2 separate regions of the Danio rerio genome follow, and region 1 is linked to region 2. Evidence: chromatin contacts called from public HiCAR-type data. All regions are on one chromosome and are shown on one strand. Each heading gives the region's core, a stretch centred on a gene start, on an enhancer-like site or on the middle of the called end of the contact. The rest is flanking DNA. Distances are from core to core; before and after follow the strand shown. Region 1 holds the start of serf2a (small EDRK-rich factor 2a). Region 2 holds the start of pex11a (peroxisomal biogenesis factor 11 alpha).

Region 1 (4,894 bases), core at 2,193-4,692, 210 kb before region 2:
AGCACTGGTGAGACCTTTGACACTTATGATTGGCCATTGTTCACTCGCTCAATGGAAATAACTGTAATTGCTTGGTGAACAGGGATGATCGTAAGAGCCAGTGACGCGGTCACTAAAGAACAGCTATTTTTCATCTATTCATCTACTACTATCTATCTAACATTTATTACTGAACCGATAAGGTGCAATGAAGGGTAATAGGTGATTTTTTTTTTTTTTTTTTTTTTCCTTTAAAAACAAACATGTTTTTCACCCTTGAATGTGTTTGACTATTTATATGCTGTTATATAATCAGCAATTTTACATTTTAGTCTGTTTATAAAATGGTCTTAAAATGACAATAATAATACTTGCGCGGTATATTGTCATAGAAATTATCGCGATAACAAAAGTGACTTATCGTGGCAGGCCTAATATTGGGCCCTAAATCACAGAAGCCAATAAACGCATAGTAATTAACACAACAATCCATGTATTTTAACTAACTAATAACACTAACTAACTAATATAACACAAACTAACTCATAACCATTTCCCATGATGCACCTGGCTATAGGCTATAAAACAAATATTAAACTGAATTAAAAATTAATTGAAGTACTGCTTAATTTTTGTGCCAAGTTTCCTTGCTTTCCAAAAGTATGTGTTTGTCCCAGGGTAAGCTCAGTGTAGAAAGCCCTATTACAACGCTTTAAAATCTAAAGGTTTTTAATGTCTTCTGAATCCTCATCATTACAGAGAAGTAAAGAAACATGTTAAACTGGGCCGGAGGTCAGAGTCACAGGTCAAGCTGAGTCTTCACAAACGGAGGAAGACCCTGAGCAACTGCTGTGGAGTTTAAGTCTTGTTTGTTTACTTGTCTTTTATTTTAGTGTCAGTGCTTAGTTAAGCTAACAATTTATTATAATTTTTTTTAAAATAAGTATTGCACTTTGTGAAATCAAGTCCTTTTTATTAGAAAAAAAAAGTTTATAATATATTATTTGTTTTATTAATTGTAAATTTTAAGCCATTTTATACAGCTTTGGATGTTTCATTTGCATTTTGTTTTTGTTTTTTTAAAAGCACACTGATCAAATGTATACTTGTGCATTTGCCTACAAATGATCAAATCACTTCAGGGTTCAGTGTTTGTTTTTTGTTTTTGTTTTATTATTTATATGTTGTAGTTATTGTGACAGATTTACAAATAAAACTTTTACATTTAAATCCAAATCCAAGGTCTGGAAGTCTTTATTAGGCAGCACAAAGAACACTGCTTTAGAACAAACTCTGATTTGAGCGACATTTATTTAACAATTTTAAGTTGATATTAATAAGGAATGAGATTTAAAAATGCAAGTGTATGTGGTTCCAATATGTATTTTGTTCTTGTTTCTTTACATGGTAAATACTGATCAAGAAAAGTAGGTCAATTTACACTTTTACTGTGTACATGTCTCAAACCGGTGCAATACAATGGAAAGTACCAACAAAGGGGCTTCTGAATTGAGACCAAAACCCCACTATAGACTTATGGCATTCATAAATAAGATGGCTTGGATCTGTCCAGAGGGTTTGTTGACATCTACTGTTTGGCTTTAGAATCCCCTTTTTCGTGGGCTTTCTTTTGCTTCTGTTGCATTATTTCTGCATCTCTATAAAGAAAAATAATGTATGAAAGTGGCGTTAAATGTCCCATAACTGTATCTAGTTTAAGTTAGACGTGCATTACAGCTTACCTCTGCTTCCTGGCAGCAGCAGATAAACCGTCGTCATTTCTCTTGCCCTTTTGCATATCACTGTGTTTTTTGACATTCTTTTGGCGAGCAAGTTCACGCTGATTTCCCCCTAAAAGAAGATAATGTTTAAGTTATCTGGTCTGACTGGACCATATCTTTTAGTCTTCATAACATGTTTTTACTTCTATTTTTTTTTTTTTTTTTTTTTTTAAGACATGGAATTAGTTATTGTAATTCAACATGCTGTGAAATCATTTACATTTGTATTGGTCATATTTCAAGGAGCATTTTGTGTTAAACTTAAATTTAACTTTTGGTTGTAGGGCTACACAATATATTGTTTGAGCATAGATATTTTCTCTAGACAGAGAATTTAAGGACAATAGAATGAATGTTAATTGTCTGCAGGGGTTTTAAGGCCAGTGCCCATATAAACCTTTTAAGAGCATAAAGTTAAATTTAAAGATGAATTTTATTGAAAATCTTTATGAAGACTATTTCTTTTAACTATATGCTATACAGGCATTAATTTACATTTGAATTTTCACTATCTGTAAACAAATACTGTTAGACTGTCCACAGGAAACCATAAATCATTATTTCACTTAATAATTTGCTCCATTGTTTGATTGTATTGTTATTTCAAATATTTATTTCACACCTATAAAATCATTGCAATCAATCTAAAGTTTTTACAAAAAGGGTTAGTCATTTGGTTAAACTTTATCGCAATATATTACATTATCCTATACAGTTGAAATCAGAATTATTAGGTTTTTTTATTATTATTAAAAACTGCTTTTATTCTGGTCAAAATTAAACGAAAGACTTTATCAAAAGAAAGAAAGAAATTATCAGACATACTGTGAAAATGTCCTTGCTCTGTTACACATTTAGGAAATATTTAGAAAAGGGGAAAAAAAATCTGAGGCGCTAATAATTTTGACTAACTACCTTTGCAATATGTATTCCAGAGAAAAAAAATGGCAATGTCTTTTCCAATATCTTTGTTCCAAAAACTTTTTTCAATATCATGCAGTGCTAATTGGTTACACAATATAACGATTTTATTTATAAAATAATTTAATTCGAATAACAATATAGCAGTATTTAATTTTGGACCGACCCACAACTAGCCTACATATTGTGTTGATTAAAACAGGTGGTGTTCTGTTTGCCTCTTTGCTCGAACATTGTTATCACTAACAACATACCATGGCTTAACATACACATGGCACACAATATGCTAAAAACGTATTTTAATAACGCCTAATCATAATGGATCTCAACCTTTTTGTTTCCAAAGATTTAATAAGAGAAATGAATGCAATATACACTTAATACGACTAGCTCTGTCAAAGCTGAAAGGGGTGTGTGCGCTGTATTATGGTGACACTAACATGTACACAACGAAATGGCACCTATAACATATTCAGATGTGCTGAACTCTGTGGAAAACAGCTGCATTCATTAACTAACGGTAACTTTAAACTGTTAACCATTAAGTTTAAAATTGAATCGGTCAATCCCAAATGCTTCATAACGTTTGTCCATCTAAATACTGCTATAATGACTCAAGTGAGATCAGTTTATATACTCACTCGTCATCTTTGATCAGTTAGTCCAGTTTTCAGATTAGCTCACCCAAAGGGCCGCTATTTTATTGCCGAACCACAAACTACCTTCCCTGTCTGGCGTTGAACTCACTCTGGATGATTCCACCACAGCATCGCGAGATCTCATTCTGCACAGGAAGCAGCAAACATCTGATTGGATATGTGAGGTGTGACGTCAGGTACAGGGTTAAACTGGGATGTGGGATGATAGTCCAAATATTGGAATGTTACTGATATTTGCACCTTTTGTAAAAATGAGTGTGATCGTTTGTCACGGGTTTTTTCCCCATGGAATGTATCATCATTGTTTTGGAATGATTTAAGTTCATGCTGCTTTTCCAAGGGTCATATGAATGGTAATTTGCACTTTAAGAATGTTTTGTTATTTTGAAAACCAAAAGTCGTAATTAGATTTAGAAGTCACCGAGAAATTTGTTTGGCTAGCTGGGAAATTTTAGTTTTACAAACAAATTTTAAAGTTGCGTAAAATTCCAATTTTATAGACTTGTGTAATTTAATTAAACTTTAGATTAATTGATAAGAAATGTTTCTTTCTTGGGTAAGTATGATTTTTTTCATGCTTCTTGAATTTTGTTTTTATATTGATATTTTTAGTTAACGTTACATTATTTTTACGTGTAATTTTAATTATTGTTTTGCTGAGAGTGAACAATGAACCAAACAACTTTGCAATCTTATTTGCCAAAGTTAAGAAAATGGAAATAAAATGACAAGAACTTTTTATTTGCCGTTAAACAATGCTAGAACCATAATAACAATTCTTATCAATATCATAACTTTGATATAAAGTAGGGCCTAAAGCCTACAGTATGGATTATGACCAACAAAAATAACTACTGATAGGCCTAATTTGAGGAAGAGGAAGTTGATGAATTTTTGAGCCACCAACAGCCTATAATGACACCGTGTAATTGCTGTCAGTCGGGGCCTGAACTGCAGTATTTTCCCGGACTCTAAAACATTAGCATTTAGCCTACATGTTTAAAGGGATAGTTCACCCAAAAAAATGTAATGGTCATTTACGCAACTTTAATTTTTTCGCACCTTTCTTTTGTTAAACACACAGTTTAATGAAGGCGGAAACTAGTAACCTGACTTCCATAATATTTTTTTTCTTTTTTTTTTTTGGTGAGTGTTTTTGTGCAAAGCCTAATTTAATCCTGTCATTAGATAAATACACTAAACCACCAGTAGGTGGGGTCAAGTTCCCGTCTTAAAAGGACCGTTCACTCCGCATAAATAAAAATAATACATTGTCATAAATTGCTTATCCTCAAGCCAATAAGATTTCCATTCATCCTCGGAACACAATTAATGACATTTAATATTGAAATTGAAAAGAAAATTGAAAAGTTTTTGTTCCTCCACTGAAAGCTTATGCAGGGCTACTTCGAAAACCCAGAAACATTATGGCTAACTGGAATAATTTTTTCTTCTGTGAGAGCTACAGCCTTTTAGAACACTGAACATTCTTCATTTTTTTGTATGGAATATACAGGTTAGAACCCTATTTCTGGGTTCAAGCCTCATTTAAAT
Region 2 (5,359 bases), core at 2,248-4,747:
GATAGAAAATTAATAAAACAGCTATACGATTGATAGTGGAACGTTTCTTTCATACTGCACATGCAAATATTAAAATCTAATCACAAATATGGCTAATTAACTGTACATATAGTTTGTTTTTGAAGTTTTTTATTGTATTTAATTTTACATTAAAAACATAAAGGTTCCACTTAAAATTAACATGCAGTTTTTTTTTTAATCTACAAAGGAAAGAAATATCTATAGAGAAAGAGAGTTCCTCTCACTGTACAAAAAACATACAACCTAACTAAATTGAACATACCAAATAGGCATCATAGTCAAGCTCTTAGCAAGCTGCATAGCTTTCCTTGGCCATTCAGTTAGCCAGAAATAAGTCTGTGGAGTTCATCGAGATCTACCTGAGCTCAAACTTCCTTCTTGCCCTACTAATGGGAGGGGGCCGCGGGCTTGTGGATCTTATAAGCTCAGGGCTCTCTCCCAGGACAGCATTCCAAACAAGTTTTATTATCAATCATCAGTTAAATGTGAACTCTTAAAATAAGATATATTGAAAGAACACCCAAGCATTGTGCATTATGAACTGGTTAATCGGCTACTTCTTGATATTGATGTGATACAGTAAAACCAACATTATTGGTACTGTTTATATATTAATGTTTATTGGGATGCTGAGGAAATGTCCAGATCTGAAATTCAAATGCAGTATTGGACGGTTGGTTTTAATGGACCAATACCAACAAACTGGACCCTCTGACCAATCAGAGTGCAAGCTATCAGAAAGGATTGGTTCAGAGATACCATCATTCATTAAACTATTTCAGACAGTAGCTGTGTCCCAATTCAAAGGCTGCATCTAAAGAGTGATTATGTCAGTGGCGGGATGAATGCTGTCCCAAATTGGAGACTAAATGTGTGCTTTGTTTCCTGGGATATGAAGGAACCAACTGATGCCTTTCATAACCTTTGTTGTCAACACTATCCCAATAATGACTGTGCACTGCTTATGACAATATTATATGCTGTTGATGTTGTTATTTTTATTAATATTAAATGTTGAATATTATTTTTTATTTATAGAACTGCATTACAGTATATTTGACTAAACAACACAAATGTTTAAAACAGACATTCAAATGGTGACTTCCATCTTATAAGATACACTTGATGAATAATAATGTGCTAAATACAAAACGCTTTCAAACTGTTTAATATAATTTTTAAAAACAAGAATGTTATTGCCATTTGTCAATGGCAGATATTGCAATGCTTCATAGACTAGACCCCCTTATTTAATAATGTTTGGCTTGGCCTTTGGGACATCAAAAGCCATGCCTTTAAAGTATGTGTAGTCCATAGGGCTGTGCTATTTGGGGAAAATATCTAAATGCAATATTGTGACTTTGAGCTTAAAGCTTCAGCTCAATAATCTGTAATGTAGCTTCTTGCTGCTAAAATGAAGTGAGTGTTAAAAACTGGAAATATATTAATTTACTTTTATATAAAAATAGTTTTTAAATATTAAGAAATTTAACACTGCATTTTTCTCTAAACCAAACAGTAAGCACCAATAAAGTGACCTTAAGTTCAACTCAAATTAGGGAGATAGTAATAAAAATATATAATTATAAAAATTCAGCAAACAGTCAGTAAACAAACACGGCTAATAAGAGGCTTTATGTAGCTTATATAATCTAAAAACAAAACAATTCACAGATGCTACACAAAATATCAGGACATTCAACGTACAGCTGTGATAGTGCAAAATAGCAAAAAAATTTATGATACAGAAGTGTATATTTCCTATCCAGCATTTGGGTTTTTAAATCCAATTTTTTTAAATGGTCACTGCATTAAAAGGCACCGTGTACTTAGCGAGGTTGTGAGTTATTTTAGTTATCTGCTGGTGCCTGTGTGATGTTTTTTCATATGGTATAACAGCCGCAAACAACTGAAATTGTACTTTGTTGTTGCTAGTGTCACTGCCAATACTTTACACTCCTTATATAGCCCCCTGTGGTGTTTTTAGGTGCTGGTTGTATTTCCTCGTGCTGGCAACAATTCTGTGACAGCTCATACAAATGACCTGTTTTTGTTCAGTGTCTGTGACTTTAAAACCAAAATATTTGCATATTACCAATGCTGTTTTTACATTTATATTAATTAGTCTATTAATGCTTCTGAAGGAGCAGACACCTTCATCCCACTCGTCTGCGCTTTCCTGTTTGTTTGTTTTTTTTGTTTTTTATGGTGGGAGTTCCACATTGTTCCATTGCACAATTCTGATTGGGCAATACAAAAGTGTACTCACTTAATTGGCTAGTAAGACTGTCACATAGTAAGACACATTGACAGCAGTCAGCATTTGCTCTGAATGGGGGAAATTAAATAATATACATTACATTTCATATCGCAGCCTCTTGCGATTAGCGCACGTTTCAAATCATAATTGTGAATTGATTAATCGCACAGCCCTAGTTGTCTAGTGAAAAAATGTGATTTCTGAACTGGGACACAGCTCCTGCATGAAAAGACTTGAAAGCTGTATACATTATGAGAAAATTATTATTATTTTTTTTTTTACTTGTGATTCTTAGTAGATCCCCATAACAAAATTAGGAACCTTTCAATTAGCATAATAGGGGTACTTTAATTGTAGCCATGGGCACATACATTCATTTGCACATTTAACGTGAAAGGAATCTTTCAGTAATTAATCACAATGGTTTCTTGTGTGAACTGTAAAGATACTATACATGTAAAAATGGAAAAAAAATATTACTAACTGAGAATACTTAAACATTGTCTAATAATTTATTATCCTATGTTGGACAGGTAGTACTGACAAAGAACTGAACGTTTTTGTGAGTGTTTTTATATTATGTAACAGCATTCTTACGCTTTCGCCCCGAGCTCATATTAGACTCCAGCAACTGCAGCTTTTTCGCCAGCTCTTTTCTTTTCGCTTCATTTCTCAGAAGGTATTTCGCCAAAGCACATGCATATTGTGTTGCCCTAAAGAAAACAAACATATGAACGTTTAGGCACAGTCTAGCTCATTTTATGCCACGTAATTTTAACTCAATGTCGTTTTTGACAGATGACAAGAGACTGACCTGAAAATGCGATCCCTTCCTTGACTTTGGTTCGTGAAGCTGATGAAAGTTTCCATGTGGCTGAAACAACTAACTTACCGTGAAACAATACTGTGCAAAAGAGATTCTTTCGGGAATAAATAACTAAAGCACCAAAGCGCAATTCATACTAAACCATGTGTGTGTGTCCTGTCAGACACGATCCTTGTCGACTGTAGGAACAGGGGTGAAAGTTCATGCACCACACTGTACAAAGACACACTGTTGAAACCATCGAACAAACTTCACGACCCTTTTTAGTAAACAAATATCTTGCTGTGTTTATAAAAGCGATCGTGGTTTCGATCTAAGTAATAATAAGCGATTCAAAATGCACGACACTATAAAAAGCTTCTTATGACGGGCAATGAAAGTCCGATTCATTTTGTGGAGTCGGTTCTTTTGAGCAGTTTAAAACCATTCACCTGCCTTGCGACTGAACGTAATTAAATAACTGTTGCAGATAATATTAGAATCATAAACATTATACCAGCACGTTTTATTTGCATAGTTTTTATATGCAGTGATGGACAGCTTTGTGCCGTACTTTTAGCTCTCTTCGCTTTGAGCAATTCGTGAACGAATCGTTTGAGTCTTTGAATCATTTGACATGTTTCATTGACCCGAATCGCATCATTCGCGTATTAATTTATTAAAAGTTGTGTTCCAATATATACAATACTATTTATTGTGGTATTTAATATATCATTTTTAGATAATGGTAAAATTAAGTGTTTACAAATTCGGAGCTCGGGTATTTTATCGGATGTTTTTGGACGACGGACAAGTCACAACAGTGCCACTTCCTGATTTAACCAACCAATCAGCGTGATTCTTCTCCCTCAGTTAAGCGCAAACCACGCCCCAATGTGAAATAAGGCCAATGCTTGATTCCGCTTGATAATTTGAACCACTGCCATGCGACTGACAAATAAGCTATGGTGTGTTTTAGAGAAATAAGTTCAGGTAGGCATAATTCTTTGTTTTTAGCATAATCTGCCAGTGCCATTATGCAGTTTAACAAACTATGAATGATTGAATGAATTACGTTGCTGCCAATACGACTGATTATTAGAGTACTTCAACAAGCTGTTGAACAGGTGAACATGAACAGGTGTACATGATAAAGTAATAGAATTGTGTTGAAAAAAATCTTCTATTTAAGTATATATAAACTTTATTTTCATCAACTAGTACTCTGGATTGTTTTGCTATGAATAATATATAAACAATCACAGTATACAATCACAGTTTTAGATACGTGAGACCTCACATAAAAGTCACACAACAGACTCATTTTGACAATTCATGCCTTTTATTATTCACATAGTGATTTAAACTATTAAATTTAAAGTGAATCTGTGACGCATTTCTTCCATTTGGTTATTCTCTTTGATGTGACCTGTTACATTTTACTTCTTCAATTAGTTTTTTATTAATATAATTTCTGATCTGGACCCTGAAAGAGAATATTTGATATTGTTCACATTATTATTTTATTAAGCTGGTGTCGTGTTTGAATATTGACCTTAAGTTCAAAATGATAAGATTAAATCTAGAGTTCATCGATGCTGGCAGTCATTCCTTTCAGATGATTAAAATCATACTTTCTACATATAAGAATGCAATTGACTTCATATGTTTGCACACTGTCAGATGGCGTATACTGCATATAAATTACTTTTATTTAAATAAAACTCAGTGTGTGCTCTCATACTGTGATCAGTCCGATCAGACCTGCAGAGGGCAGTGTTTAATCAAGAAACCACCTCATTTTTAGTCTCATAATATATTTAGTGAATCTTATAAATAACGTCTTTGCCCACACCACCCAAACTTACCTCAATCAAAAATTAGTTCATTTCAAGGTTGAGATGTGGCATTTTTAAATGCAGTTCAGGAAAAAGCCTGCCTATATTAAGTATTCTGTGACATTTTGTGATATTGAATCTTATTATTGATCAGCCTTATTGTAATTTCCAGTTGTTTCAGACTATATTAATACATTAAATGGTTTTGAAAGAATGAAACAGATCTGATTTGGCAGCACATTTGTGTGCATAAGAGTGACATTAATGAGGTACAATAGAAGTTATTAACCCCCCTTTGATTTTTTTTTCTTTCTTTTTTTAAATGTTTCCCAAATGATGTTTAACAGAGCAAGGACATTTTCACAGTATGTCTGATAATATATATATTTTTTCTGGATAAAGTTTTATTTGTTTTATTTTGGCTAAAATAAAAGC

What was found. HiCAR-type assays count read pairs that join an accessible place to other places.
Region 1: a contact with region 2 is called in a HiCAR-type map of caudal fin, with 4 times the contacts expected there. The contact joins the promoter of serf2a here to the promoter of pex11a in region 2. A contact is called at or near these places in 1 of 18 Hi-C or Micro-C datasets (embryo) and 2 of 4 datasets of contacts at active chromatin or transcription factors (caudal fin and embryo).

The regions. Positions count from the first base shown.
Region 1 is chr18:27,180,331-27,185,224 of GRCz12tu, reverse strand. serf2a (small EDRK-rich factor 2a) reads right to left here and starts at 3,442. Exons shown (of 3, transcript NM_001172661.1): 1 at 3,323-3,442; 2 at 1,722-1,830; 3 at 1,135-1,637. The coding sequence starts at 3,329. The coding sequence ends at 1,568. rasef2 (RAS and EF-hand domain containing 2) reads left to right here. Exons shown (of 17, transcript NM_001089427.1): 17 at 739-1,215. The coding sequence ends at 841.
Region 2 is chr18:26,971,660-26,977,018 of GRCz12tu, reverse strand. It overlaps pex11a (peroxisomal biogenesis factor 11 alpha), which reads right to left and starts at 3,497. Exons shown (of 3, transcript NM_001103120.1): 1 at 3,096-3,497; 2 at 2,879-2,994. The coding sequence starts at 3,151. It also overlaps a transcript of gnrhr4 not described here.